Regions from separate parts of the Mus musculus genome. Here region 1 is linked to region 2. Evidence: chromatin contacts called from public HiChIP or PLAC-seq data. All regions are on one chromosome and are shown on one strand. Each heading gives the region's core, a stretch centred on a gene start, on an enhancer-like site or on the middle of the called end of the contact. The rest is flanking DNA. Distances are from core to core; before and after follow the strand shown. Region 1 overlaps Sh3rf1 (SH3 domain containing ring finger 1). Region 2 holds the start of Sh3rf1 (SH3 domain containing ring finger 1).

The links. HiChIP or PLAC-seq counts read pairs in DNA pulled down with a chosen protein or histone mark.
Region 1: a contact with region 2 is called in an HNF4G HiChIP or PLAC-seq map of pancreatic cancer cells. The contact joins the enhancer-like site here to the promoter of Sh3rf1 in region 2. A contact is called at or near these places in 21 of 484 Hi-C or Micro-C datasets (the 63-12 cell line, the HL-1 cell line, LSK cells and 12 more), 12 of 115 datasets of contacts at active chromatin or transcription factors (bone marrow-derived macrophages, a colorectal cancer cell line, embryonic fibroblasts and 7 more) and 3 of 9 other capture datasets (adipose tissue, liver and pancreatic islet).

What each region holds. Positions count from the first base shown.
Region 1 is chr8:61,263,773-61,270,442 of GRCm38.p6, forward strand. All of the region lies in intron 2 of Sh3rf1 (SH3 domain containing ring finger 1), which reads left to right. Among named protein-coding and RNA genes, the nearest start is that of 1700001D01Rik, 22 kb to the right of the region's middle. Within about 2 kb of position 1,824, at least 58 of the 459 cell types and tissues checked have an H3K27ac peak or open chromatin away from gene starts, as enhancers often do. A contact at or near this core is called in the HL-1 cell line, a colorectal cancer cell line, embryonic fibroblasts and 3 more, where this site is marked.
Region 2 is chr8:61,222,866-61,229,241 of GRCm38.p6, forward strand. Sh3rf1 (SH3 domain containing ring finger 1) reads left to right here and starts at 1,306. Exons shown (of 12, transcript NM_021506.2): 1 at 1,306-1,481; 2 at 2,967-3,453. The coding sequence starts at 3,061.

The DNA of each region.
Region 1 (6,670 bases), core at 574-3,073, 41 kb after region 2:
TTCTAAAATTGCTTTAAAGACTGTCCGCCTTTAAAGTCAGCCTTCAAACCCAGAACAGAGGTCATACTCTGTAGCATGTTCTACCGCAACCCACTGAGCTGTGTCCTCTCTGGCTGCCCAAGTCCTTCCTGTGCCTTCCTGGTCATCTAGGTCACAGAGCGCCAGATGGAACCGGATCCTTTGTACTACCTGCCTTGGTGTGCACTTTTCTCTTACTTGCTATATCTGTCTGTCTGTCTGTCTGTCTGGTGTCCTGGCCTTACACAGTTGTGACAGTTTGTCCTAAATATAACTCTTTTGTGGAGTTGTAAGTACTGTTGAATCTTTCTCTGTTTTCCTTTTTTATATTTTATGTAAAGACTTTGAAATTTTATATGTATATGTCTGAATTTGAGTGTGTGTATGTGTGTAACTGGGAGAAAGTGGTGGTTATAAGCCACCTAACTAGGGTTCTCTGCAAGACCCCAGGTCTCCTAACCTCTGGACCGTCTCTCCAGCCGCTTTCTTTCTCTCTTTATGGACTAGAAGTCCATAAGGCCATCACTTGGGCTAGTTATGGGCCTCAGTAGGTAGAGTGTTAGTCTAGCACCACACAAATGGGTGTGATGTCACAACCTGTGGGTTCACAGCCCACTGTGGCTCACAGCCTGTGGGTTGAGACTGCTTCGGGGTCACTTATCAGATATCCTGCGGATCAGATGTTTATATTATAATTCATAACTAGCAAAATTATAGTTATGAAGTAGCAACAAAATGATATTATGGTTGGGGTTGTCACAACATGAGGGCTGGGATCGTCAGGGATCATCACAGCATGAGGGCTGGGATTGTCACAGCATGAGGGGCTGTGTTAGAGGTCTCAGCATTTAGGAAGGTTGAGAACCACTGCTCTAAAGTGAGTTGGGAGCAGGAGCAATAGAAATTCAAGTCATTTCTGTTACATAGATAATTGAAGGCCAGCCTGGAACAGGTGAGACCTCAATAGACATACACATACACACACACACACACACACACACACACACACACACACACACGTGCACACGCACAAAGATATTACTTGAAGGCATTTGGAAATATTTAAATAGTTAGTACTTGTTATATCTTTAGGTTAAAGAGAAATAATTTAAATTTAGGTTGAAATATTGTAGAATTTTAAGGAGAAAAAAAAAAAACCCAAAACCCCAGAATAAAAGTCATCTCAAAGATTTCCTAATCCTTCAAAGGTGACTTTAGTTTCTTTTAGTTGAGTGTCATTGCTTGCTTATCACATGAAAAAAGAGTTTGAAGGGCCTTTCTAAAGAGCCTGTCGGCTGAAGAGATGGTTCAGAGATTAAGAGCACTTGCCGTTCCGGCAGTACCTGCCCGGTGGCTCACAACTAACTGTAACTCCACTTCGAGGGCAGCTGATGCGCCTTTCTGGCCTTGTTAACACCAGGCCTGTCAGTGGTGTGCATGCGTGCAGACCCTCATACACATAGATTAAAAATTCTTTACAAGTTCTGTTGCTCAGATATGGTGAATGGGGCCTTCCAGAGCTTTATCCGAGGGACAAGATGCATGCGTGTTAGTTACAAACACAGTCACGTTTATGTAGACTTGCCCTGATGAAAGCCCTGTAGAATACTACATTTTAAAAAATAATAGACAACAGAACCTTTTTCATATTTGTGTTGTCTAGAGTAAATTTTAATCATAGTTGCAGTTTGGCTTTGATTCTGCACTTGGTATTTGCAAATGCTTTTCTGTTTATTTATCCCCTACACTTAGAGGCTAAGCTGCGCTTGGCTGTGTTCCCAGCTCTGATGAGTAAGCTCAGCACTTTCCTACGTGAGGGATCCTCAGTGGGGACTTGCTGGTCATTTCCCTCTTCTCACTTGCATATGGGGGCTAGGGAAACTTTCTGGAGACACTGATGGTAGTAAACTCGGTGACTTCCCTGCTTGGGGACTTCTGACAGTGCGCATCATGGCCTAACAGGGAGGGAGGCACCGTGGCCTCACATCACATCATGTATGTGACTGCAGACTAGCTTTTTAAACTGAAGTACATCAATCCACATTTATAGATGTTTTAAAGAGCACAGTTTGAAAAACTAAAAACTAAAAACTCATGTATTGTAGAATTATTATGTTCAAATGCTGTTTAAATTTTTAAATTACATTTATTTATGATTAAAGCTGTCTTCTAACCCCCACATCCACACATGCATGCCACAGTGTGCTTTGGGGAGTTGGTTCCTCTCTTCACCCACATGGGTACTGGGGCTTGAACTTAAGCTGTGAGGCTTGGCAACCCATACCTTTGCCCAGTGAGCAGTCAGTAGCCCGATTTACACTTTGTATGTGTGCGCACATGCCACGGAGGTCAGAGGACAACGTGTAGAGTTGGTTCTCTCCTTCAGCTCTATGGGTCCCTGGGGATTGAACTCAGGTCATGGGGATTGGCGGCAAACACCTTTCTCTGCTGTGCCATCTCTTTGGCAAACTTCACATACTGTTTTGAAGATTCAGAAAATTGTTCCTATGATCATTTAGAGGCCAGAAAAGTATTAGAGAATTGGGTTGTATCTGACAGTAATTTATTTTTAAAGTGTTTATTTTACTTTATGTATATGTTTTGTCTGTATGTTTGTGTACCACATATGTTCCTGGTTCCTATGTTGTACCTGAAATAAGAAGAGGGCACTAGGTGCCTGGAATGGGGTTTACTGATGATTGTGAGTCTCCATGGGGTACTGAGTCCAGGATCTCTGCAAGAGCAACCGGTGCTAAGGGCTGAGCCATCTCTCCAGCTCCTAGTAATCTAATTATTAATTAATGTAATCATTCTGTATATGCCTCTCCTATAAATAGAAAAGGAAGAAACATTACAAATATGAGCTTATTTTCCTATAGATGAAGTTGGAATTGAAATATAATTTATTTTTATTAGAAAACAGTGATGTCATTCAGATATCTTTGTTTAGCCAAATGGAGACCTTAAGGAAATTCTGGAAAAACTCAATCTTGAGATTAAAAACAAAAATGTAGTCATGTGTCAGCCTGTCTATAGCTGTATAAGTTGCAGCTATGGACAGGAGCCTCACAACCTTTATGGCCTGAACATTTCTCCAGTCTGATTGTAGATGGGGCCATTGTGGGTCTTAGAACCTACTTGAGTTATTTCTGCTTTGCACCCTTGGAAACCTCTAGAATTTTTTTAAAGGATGCTTTATAAAAACCAACCAATCAAACAACCAAACAACAAACAATAACAACAACAATAACAAACACTACAGAGCCAAAGACATCTGTGGAAGTTTTCATCAGAAAACTAGACAGGAAAGTCTAAGAAACTTGTCTATGAGCATGAAGAACTCTGTCAATGTGTGGCTGTATTGTATGGTATGGTATGGTGTGGTGTGGTATGATGTGGTATTGTGGTGTGGTGTAGTGTGGGATAGTGTGATATGGTGTGATGTGTGTGGTATGGTGTGGTGTAGTATGATGTGATTGGTGTGATGTGGTATGATGTGTATGGTATGGCATTGTATGGTATCGTATGGTGTGGTATGGTGTGGTATGGTATGGTGTGATATGGTGTGATGTGTGTGATATATGGTGTTGTATGGTATGCTGTGGTGTGGTATGGTGTGATGTGGTGTGGTATGGTATGGTGTGATGTGGTGTTGTGTGGTATGGTATGATGTGGTGTTGTGTGGTATGGTGTGGTATGGTATGATGTGATGTGATGTGTGTGATATGTGGTGTTGTGTGGTATGGTATGGTGTGATGTGGTGTTGTGTGGTATGGTGTGGTATGGTAAGGTGTGATTTGGAAAAGTGGATTAAGGGTGCTAATTGGCAGACCGTGACATGAGGAACCAGAGTTGCTTAGGGCTCCAGTGTAATCACAGGATGGGGGTGGGGGTGTTTCTGAGTGGAAGTGGGCAGGAGACAAGGTTTCAGAAGTGTTGTGTGATGAGCCAGCTGTGGAATACAGGGGACGCCACCACAAGCCGAGCCGTGCAGCCCCTAGAAGCTGGAAGAGGTGAGAAATTCATTTTCCCCTAGAGCTTCCAGAAAAGAATGCAGCCCTGTCAGCATCTTGATTTTAGTTCAGAAGGGCCTGTTTCAGAAATTTGACCTCTAAAACTCTGAGCTAATAAACGTACGTAGTGAGAAGACACGAAGTTTGTTGTAGCTGTCATAGGAAGTGAGTGTGTGCGCACACTTGACAGCTGTGCGTGTGACCATCTACACTTGAAGACAATCTCTCTTTAAACCAGTATTTTCTTAGTGCAGTTTTTTTCCCCACTCCAGTGCTGGAGATGGAACCCAGGGCACACATCTTTAGCTTAGTGCAGATTTTTAAGCCTTATAGAAGATAGCCATTCAGACTATACACTCAGCAGTGACCCAATCACAGCTTCAAATGTGAAGAAAGTACTGAAGGAAGAAACTGAAGTATGTGCTATAGCTTTAAAAAGACTTATTGCACTGACTTCTTTATTATTTGTCTGTGTGCATGCATGTGCATATGTGTACACGCATACATGCGTGTGTAAGAGTGTGTATGTGTGTGCACCGTGGCGCAGGTGTGCAGGTCAGAGAACAGCTGCCAGAGTCAGTTCTCTCCTACCACGTGGGAACTTAGGTCATTGCATTTGGCAGCAAAGTATCTTTACCTGCTGAGCCACCTCATTGGCCCATGTTATGTAACTTTTATAGGAAATAAAGTCCTTAATAAAATTCGGATCAGGCTTTTGGAATGCAAACTCCATGATCGAGCAGGTTTTTAAATTCACCCTCATGATACTGCTTTTTAACTTTCCAGAGTTGAAGCTTTTGGGAATACAATGCCTTCTGCTCTCACATCTCAGGACCATGCGTTCTCTTCTCTCCAGTGCCCCTGTGTCCTTCCCCTTGCCTTGGGTAGCCCTAGGAGAAGTATTTGGTTTGCCTGTTTGGGCATGCCATAGTTGGAGATAGTTAGACTCTGCTGGCAAAGTTGTTTTCAGCCCACGGGTGGAACCAGGCACACACAGAGTGATCTCAGCCCTCTGTGGCTGCGTAGTAAAATAAATAATGTATGGATGTTACAGAACACCCAGGGATCCATCCTGGCCACCCTGGCCAATTGTGGTTTCAGAGTGTAACATGCTAATTCAGATTTTAAAAGGAGTGCCCTGCTGCGGCTCCTTTACAAGTTACAGGCAGGGATTCGGCTCAACACCTGACACCTGTTGGGAAACCCGCACCACCTAGTTTTGTAGTCTATGGACGGTCTCCATGAATCATTTTTCTATATACCTATCAGGGGAAGAAGAAATATCTGGTGACAGATACAGTTTGTTCAAGAGGAACATTTTTCAATGTGAAACCTGGAATAGCCTTTTGCTTTTCATTTGTCATTTCAATGTTTTTTAGTACCTGGAGATCGGGGTTTCTGCAAAGAGGTTATTGATTGATGGTAGAGTTTAATCATTTGTATTATTTCCCCACCATCTCTCTTTTTGTTTTCTCTTTCTTGTCCTTCTGCAGTGCGAGGCATTCAGCCCACAGTCTTTTCTACACTAGACAAGTGCTAGGCCACAGAACCATATCCTCACTCCCCAGCTACCACTCTCTACTTAGAAATGATGTATATTATTTAAGTATACACACACACACACACACACACACACACACACACACACACACACACACGTTACTGTCTTATATGATAAGGCTAGCCTTGAACTTGTTACATAGCCAAGGCTAGCTTCAAACCCTCGATCCTCCTGCTTCATGCTCCTAAGGGCTGGTATTACAGATGTGTGCCACCACAAAAATGTTAATTGAACTGTGATTTTTTTTTCTCCTGCTGAAATGCAATTTTAAGAGCATTTAGAGAAACTGAAGTAGTACAGCGTAGATTTAGAATTTAGGGGTGCCCAATACTAGTTTAGCTTATTAAGTTCACCACCTCAACATGGTTGAAAACCTACTAACCACCATCGGCAAGTTTGGCACACTATATTAAATATATTTGTAAAGACAGGTTTTCATTCTCTCCAGTGGGCACTTATAAAATGGATGGATCCTTGTGGCAAGTTCTTTAAAAGGCTGCTGACCTGATGACTGCTGGTCTTGCTTCCTTGGCATGGTCCTCTCTTGGCGGATAGGAAGTGGTTAAATGAGGTTAACCTGGGCTCTGACTATCTCATTCATTACCAAGTTGGTGCGTTCTAGTCAATGCATTTTACATAGTTTGTTTTCTACTGCTGTGGAATGACTTTATTCTGGTGTTCAGGAAACGGAGTTGATTTGTAGGTAGTTACCCCGAAGAGCAGAAGTGTTTTGTTTTACAAAGTTGAAACTGAACTGTCAGTGTTGAGCGGTGACAGGGGACAAAGCCCGTGGGAGTTGAACTTAATTTCAGAAACAAAATATCATCTTTTATGTAAGGTGTGATTTGTGTTGTCTGGAAGGCTCTTCCTCAGTCATGTGCCCACGTTGTTCGTTCACCCACCTCCGTCATTCACTAAACAAAAGAGACCGTCTCTGAGTCAACACTTGCTTGTTCTGGTGTCACGACACTCCCTGGGATAATGGCGTCAGCCAGAATATTATGTCTTCTAAAAGTGACTTCGAAAGCCTGCTGCTATGTGTAGCTTTGTTTCTTGGCCTCTGCCTCTTTCAGGGAAC
Region 2 (6,376 bases), core at 56-2,555:
ACGGGAAAGGAAGTGGGCAATTATTTTTGGTATTCATACAGTCTAAGTCTCAGCATATTAATCTCTTTAGAACAAAGCTGGGAAGGATGACATAGAGAGCTGCTGTGAGGATGGAATTAATACGTTTAAGAGTTTAGTACGGTGCCTGGCTTAAAATGACTGATGATTGCTACTTGCTATAATTTTATTTTCTTAACTTGAATGATACTCACTTATCTATTTATTATTATGACTTAGCTGTGGCTCTGGTTGGAGATGAACTGATAACCCGAGATTCCTTTTCAATTCCTTATCAGCTTGGTTGGTGGCCTGGCAAGAATTTCATACACGATCTCTCTTGTGAAGTTACTTTTGGTAAACTGACAGTAAGTATAAATGAATCACACTCTTTGACAACATTTAACGCGTCTCTGAAATAAGTTTGACAAACAAGCCTACACACACACACACACACACACCCTTGGACACCCCTTTTTGCAAGCCCACATTTCAGAGAATACAGGTGTGTGCCCGGGGCAACAGAAACAGATTACAGAGATGATGATGATGGCTGCCTCCAAGGCGCAGATAAAAGAGGTATCCCCTAGCCAGCTTCAAGGCGCCGGCCCACCTGGGTCAGACTTTGAATTCACCCCATTTTAGGCAGGTAGGAAGAACCTCCCCAAGACTGGCTTTAATCTCCCACCTGTTTTTCTAGTTTTTTTTTTTTTCTTTTCCCTTTCTCATTCTGAATTTTAGGATCCGCATTTCTCCAAACTTGCTTGGATTTGTCTCCCTTGGCTGCTGCAGTGGGGGCTGATTGCTGGGTGGAAGAGGCGGGCCCCGGGATCCATAGGGTGGTCACTAACCCGGACTCCAGAACTAAGGGGTCTCACTTTGCTCTCTCTATATCCACCCAGGCAGTGTGCACGCCCAGCAAAGCGCGATCGGTTCCCGCCAGAGCCACTCCCTTCCCAGGCCACCGGGAAGAGTCGGTCTCCAGGCACCGGCCAGGCGGAGCCGGAGGCCGGCAGGGCGCCCTTGCCCCAGCCTCTTCCTGGTCCCTCGGCGCCACTCCCACCGCCCTCCTCCTGGGTAGCCCAAATTTGCTCGGGGTGCACGTCCTCGGGGCGTGAAGGCGCGGGTCCCCGAGCCTTCCTCCCGCTAAGTGCGTCCCCGAAGCTGCCGCCCGCTGGGGGCTCCAGCGCGGGTCCCCGAGCGGCGGGCGGCGCTGTGGTGCGTCCCTCCGGTCCCCGGGCGCCCGCTGCGCGCTGCCTCCGCCTCCTCCTCCTCCTTGGCGGCGTCGCGTTCCCCCGCCCTCCTTGCTGGGCGGGTGGGAGGCGGCGGCGGCGGCGTGCTGTGCGAGCGCGCGCGAGGGGGGCGGCCGTGAGGAGGCTCCCGGTGCCACCGCGGCGGCCGAGCCACACGGGCAGCGGGCTCGGCGGGGCTGCATCTACCAGCGCTGCGGGGCCGCGAACAAAGGCGAGCAGCGGAGGCGCGAGGTAGGGTGCGCGGCGAGTCGGAGACGCCGGGCGCGGGGTGGTGGCCGGTGGTCGCCCGCATCCCAGTGGTGCGCGCGGGTCGGTCCCCGCGCTTCCCCTTTGGGTCTCCGGGACCTGCCGGGAACGAGCCCCGCGGCCTCTCTCGTCTCTTCCGAAGCCTCTGCCGGGCCTTGGGGCCGCTCTCTCCCCGGACACAGCCGGGTCCCTTCTGCCTCTGGGGTGGCAGTCTCCGGGGACTGTCGCTGAGCTCATCCCCGCGGGGTCGCTAGTCTGCTTCCCGCCGCACTCAGTGGCGCTGACTTTGGCCAACTTAAGGCTGCATCTTTATTTTTCTTTAAGTCCTTGAAAACTTCCACCGATCGGTGTTGGGCAATTTTTTTTTTGTCCTGGATTTGACCTAAAGGGAGGCTGAGAGGAGGCAGCTGGGTGAGATTCCCTGTTTCTGGAGCTACCCGGCCGCAGCCTCAGCTCCTAGGACCATCTCTGTCCCCGGCTGGCGACACCTGGCTCTGGGGTGTGTTTGTGGCGAGCACCACGCCAAGGGGTTGGGGGCTACCTGTGCCCCACCGTGGGAAGAGGGGCGTACCCTGGCTCTCCCCAGAACCGACTAGTCAGGAACAGCTGTTAATGTAGCCTCCAAATCCTTTCACCCCCTCCCCACCTAGGCATCTACATTGGTTGGGGTGGTGGTGGTGGTGGGGACAGCGATGCACCAACTGGCTTCAAATACTCTTTCTCCTGAGGGGGCCGTTTTTCAGATGTACCCAGAGTTTTAAGCCTAGCATTCATTCCATCGTCGAATTTTGGTGAACATTTTACTAGATTTTTCTGAATGGGATTAAGACAAGCGGTTCAGAAATCTGTTTCAGAGTTTGTCAGCCATGCCGGAAAGGGTGATTTTTCTTGTAGCTATTTTCAAGCAGGTTTTGGCTATATCTTTTAGAATTGCCGACCATCAGCTCTGGGGGGTGGGGGGTGGGGGGCCTTAGATAAGATTAAGCTGTCTGTTCTCAGACAGGGAAGACACATATGTATTTAATATTGGGATCATTCACCCAGGGCAAGGCTTCTTAAATGATAACGGTGGCTTAAAAATTGGGAAGGTCGTTGGACTTAAAAGTATTGTTTTAGATAGAGGAAACTTCCAGTCGGTTTTGCTTAGGTTCTCCAATAAGTTGAGAACTTCATTAGGCAGCCGATATCGGTCTTTTATTGCTTTTTCATAAATCCTGTTTATTGCTTGCTAGTTCTTGCTGCCCAGTGAGGTTCTAGATACCTTCAGGGATTAGTAGGGAATCGTTTAAGAAGCCTGTTGTGTTTTTAATTGTTGACTTTGGAGCTCAGAAACCACATTCCAAAGCCAAGCTGGACTATGCAGAGGAAGCACTTTTGTGTACTTTTTGGTTCTTGGCTCCACTGTGAACTTTTCCCTCAGATAACAACAGTCATTTTTCTCTTTCCTCCCCTCTCTCCCCATAACTCCAGAGCAAAGTCTGAAATGGATGTTACATGAATCACTTTAAGGGCTGCGCACAACTATGAACGTTCTGAAGCCGTTTTCTCACTAAAGTCACTCAAGATGGATGAGTCTGCCTTGTTGGACCTTCTGGAGTGCCCTGTGTGTCTAGAACGCCTGGATGCTTCCGCAAAGGTCTTACCCTGCCAGCATACCTTTTGCAAACGCTGTTTGCTGGGGATTGTGGGTTCCCGGAATGAACTCAGATGTCCCGAATGCCGGACTCTTGTTGGCTCTGGGGTCGACGAGCTCCCCAGTAACATCCTACTGGTCAGACTTCTGGATGGCATCAAGCAGAGGCCTTGGAAACCCGGCCCTGGTGGGGGCGGCGGGACCACCTGCACAAACACATTAAGGGCGCAGGGCAGCACTGTGGTTAATTGTGGCTCGAAAGATCTGCAGAGCTCCCAGTGTGGACAGCAGCCTCGGGTGCAAGCCTGGAGCCCCCCAGTGAGGGTGAGTAGCTTGGAAGAGAGGCAGTTGGGTGAATGCAGGCGGTGATGACCGACTGCAGCTCTTCTTTATTAGCTTATTTTCCAAATCAGCTCTAAGAAGCCACACCTACCCGGGCAGATAGATTCAACCTTAGGACCTTATTTTCTCTTGAAATAAGACTGGATCCGACATAGTAAATCCTGTTTTAAAGATCTTCTCTTATAGTCTTCATTGTCTGGTAGGATATATTTTAGGAACCAGGTATCAAATGTTCATTAAAAGGAAAATTGGTATGGTCTCACCCTTTTGATGGCGCTGAGAGAATCGTGTGTGTGTGTGTGTGTGTGTGTGTATACACATACAAATATATATAGTAAATACGTATATGAGTAAATCATAGGTAAGAATGCAAGCCTTAATTTTTATGCTGCTTAGAGCCATTCTGGTGGTTTTATGAATGCACAGTACAGAATATGGTTGGAGGATTTTTTAACAAATCATGGCCACAGGTAGCAGCTTCGTTGCTGTAGCAACAGAATGTCACATAGGACTCTTACATCTGGCTGTACTGGGCTTTGTAGGGAGTGAAATGAAATACTCCGTCAAAATGATTTTTTCCCCCCTTTGGTTTGGGCGGAAATAATTGTAGGTGAAGTTAAATATTTCTACCTTTACTAGGCTTAATTTAGTAAATGATTCTTAATGAATAAGAATTGTGTTTCCTGTGATCGTTTCCTGATAGGACCTGCTTTTGTTGTTTTTCATGAAATGAGACACGGTCTTTGACATCCAGACAACAAGAGTCATTCTGTTTTGGTTGGAAGAAGGCAGTGCTTCCATTTAATACATAGCTATCCACTAGGCAGTTTTGATAATTGGCCATGTATTTGTCAAGTGAATAGATTTTTATAGGCTATTAAAATTGCTATTATTTTTAGATTTAGAACATTGTTATTTGTCTAAGGGTTTTGCCTGCACATGTGTATGTGCACCACCTATGTGCCCGATGCCCATAAATGTCAGCAGAAGGCATCAGAGTTCCCAGAACCGGAGCTAGAATTGTGAGTCACCATGTGGGTTCTGGGAACTGAACCCCAGTCCTCAGCAAGAGCAGCCAATGGTCTTAACCACTGAGATATCTCTCCAGCTTTAAAGAACATTTTAAAGCTGGCTGAGATTTTTCTTTTTTAAATATTTTTAGTCAGAACCTAAAACTGATTACTTTCCTTTAATAAATAGCTATCCACTAGGATGGTAGTGTGGGGACTCATACATGTGTGGACTATCAGCTCATCATTGCAAAAAATAATTTTTACCATTTATAGAATGATAAGAAGTACTTAGATCACTAGCTGTAGTATCTTACTCACAGGTACTGTTTGGATTACTAGAGAACAGCTTTACCATTAGGGTCCTAGTTTCCTAAGATTCATATATATGACATATGATTAATATGTAGATATTAAAAATTGGCCTCAGATGGCTTCCTTCCTTCCTTTTCTTTCTGTAGTCTGGGCTAGCCTGGGATTCACTGTATACCAGGCTGGCCTCAGATTCGTGCTCCCACCTCAGTTTACCAAGTATGGGATTGCAGGCACGATCACCCTGCCTTTGGGAAGGCTTTCTTATTTGGATCCCGATGTATGAAACTCTTATTATGTAGTACCAAGTTTACTGGTACCTCAATTAGTACATATGGGCTCATGAATATTTTAATCTCATAACCAGTGATTCGGCTGATCATTTCTGAGACTTGGAGCCAGGTCTGCTTGCCTTAACGGAGAGGGAAGGTAGATTTGCATCTTTGGAGGGATTTGTTTCTTGTTAATTAGGCCTGGTGAGAGTGGCTTCTGGCTATGAATTAAAGTGTCCCAGTTGTTGTCTTACCTGTTGGGAGGAATGCTACGAATGTCTGATTGCTGATAAAGGAATTTAAGGAGAGGTTCAATCAAGCCCATTTGATTTTAAATGTTCTTTCTAATGTAGGTATTGACAAGGAAATAGAAGCGAAAGGCCCTGCTGCCTCAGCGGCTGGCTAAGATTCCAAAATGGGTTTTTATTTTTCTTGGCTATTTGGAGATTTTGATCCTGCCGATATGCTTTTTCCGGTTTCTATGATTCATAGTTTGCTTCCTGTTTTTCTTTGACATATGACAGATGCTTTTCAGAGAGGGTCAGTTGAACTTGAGCCTTATTAGTTTGTATAGAAGAGTTGAGGACTTTGTGGAGAGCGGAGAAAGACAGACAAGCAGAAGTCTGAATCCGAGTAAATGACGTCATCATATTAAAAATTAATTTTTTTCCGAGTTACAGTAGCATTTGTTCGTACAAGTATTCACGGCAGCCGAGGCTTCGCGTATATAGAGGGAGCACCTGAAAGGTAAATACGTTCCCAGAACTCGCTGCTTGACAAAAGTTAGATATTTGTATCACACACCAGTGGTATGGAGGCTGTAATGAGCCCCTTTGGAGGCTTCCCGAGGTGAGTGGCTACAGTAACTCCTCAGCGCTCTTCCTCTTTGCTTAGATTCTCTGACACAGCCAAGCGCTTCCACCAGCCTGTTGACACGTGTTGTGGAAAGCTGAGAGTGAGACCATGTGGAACATTGCTTCAGCTCACCAGTGTTGCTCTGGGTCAGCGTGTGCCCATGTGGTCTCCTCGTGTTTGTAGCCAAGGTGGGCTCAATGCTATCAGCAGATTCAAACATTTCCAATGTGGGCCACACATCTTATTCCCAGAACTTTAGAGTTTCCTGCTTAGGATGACAGGGAGAGGGGTCCCTCCCTGTTGGACTGGAGTCACCATGAGCCCTGCTTGTTCTTTAGTTCAAGCAAAAAAAAATTCCTCGTGCTTTTTGTCCAGTGTCAAGCAGGAAAATGAACCCCAGGGAGGGGGAGACTAGATACTGTTTCAGTGCATAAAAGGTGTACCTATGGCTGATTA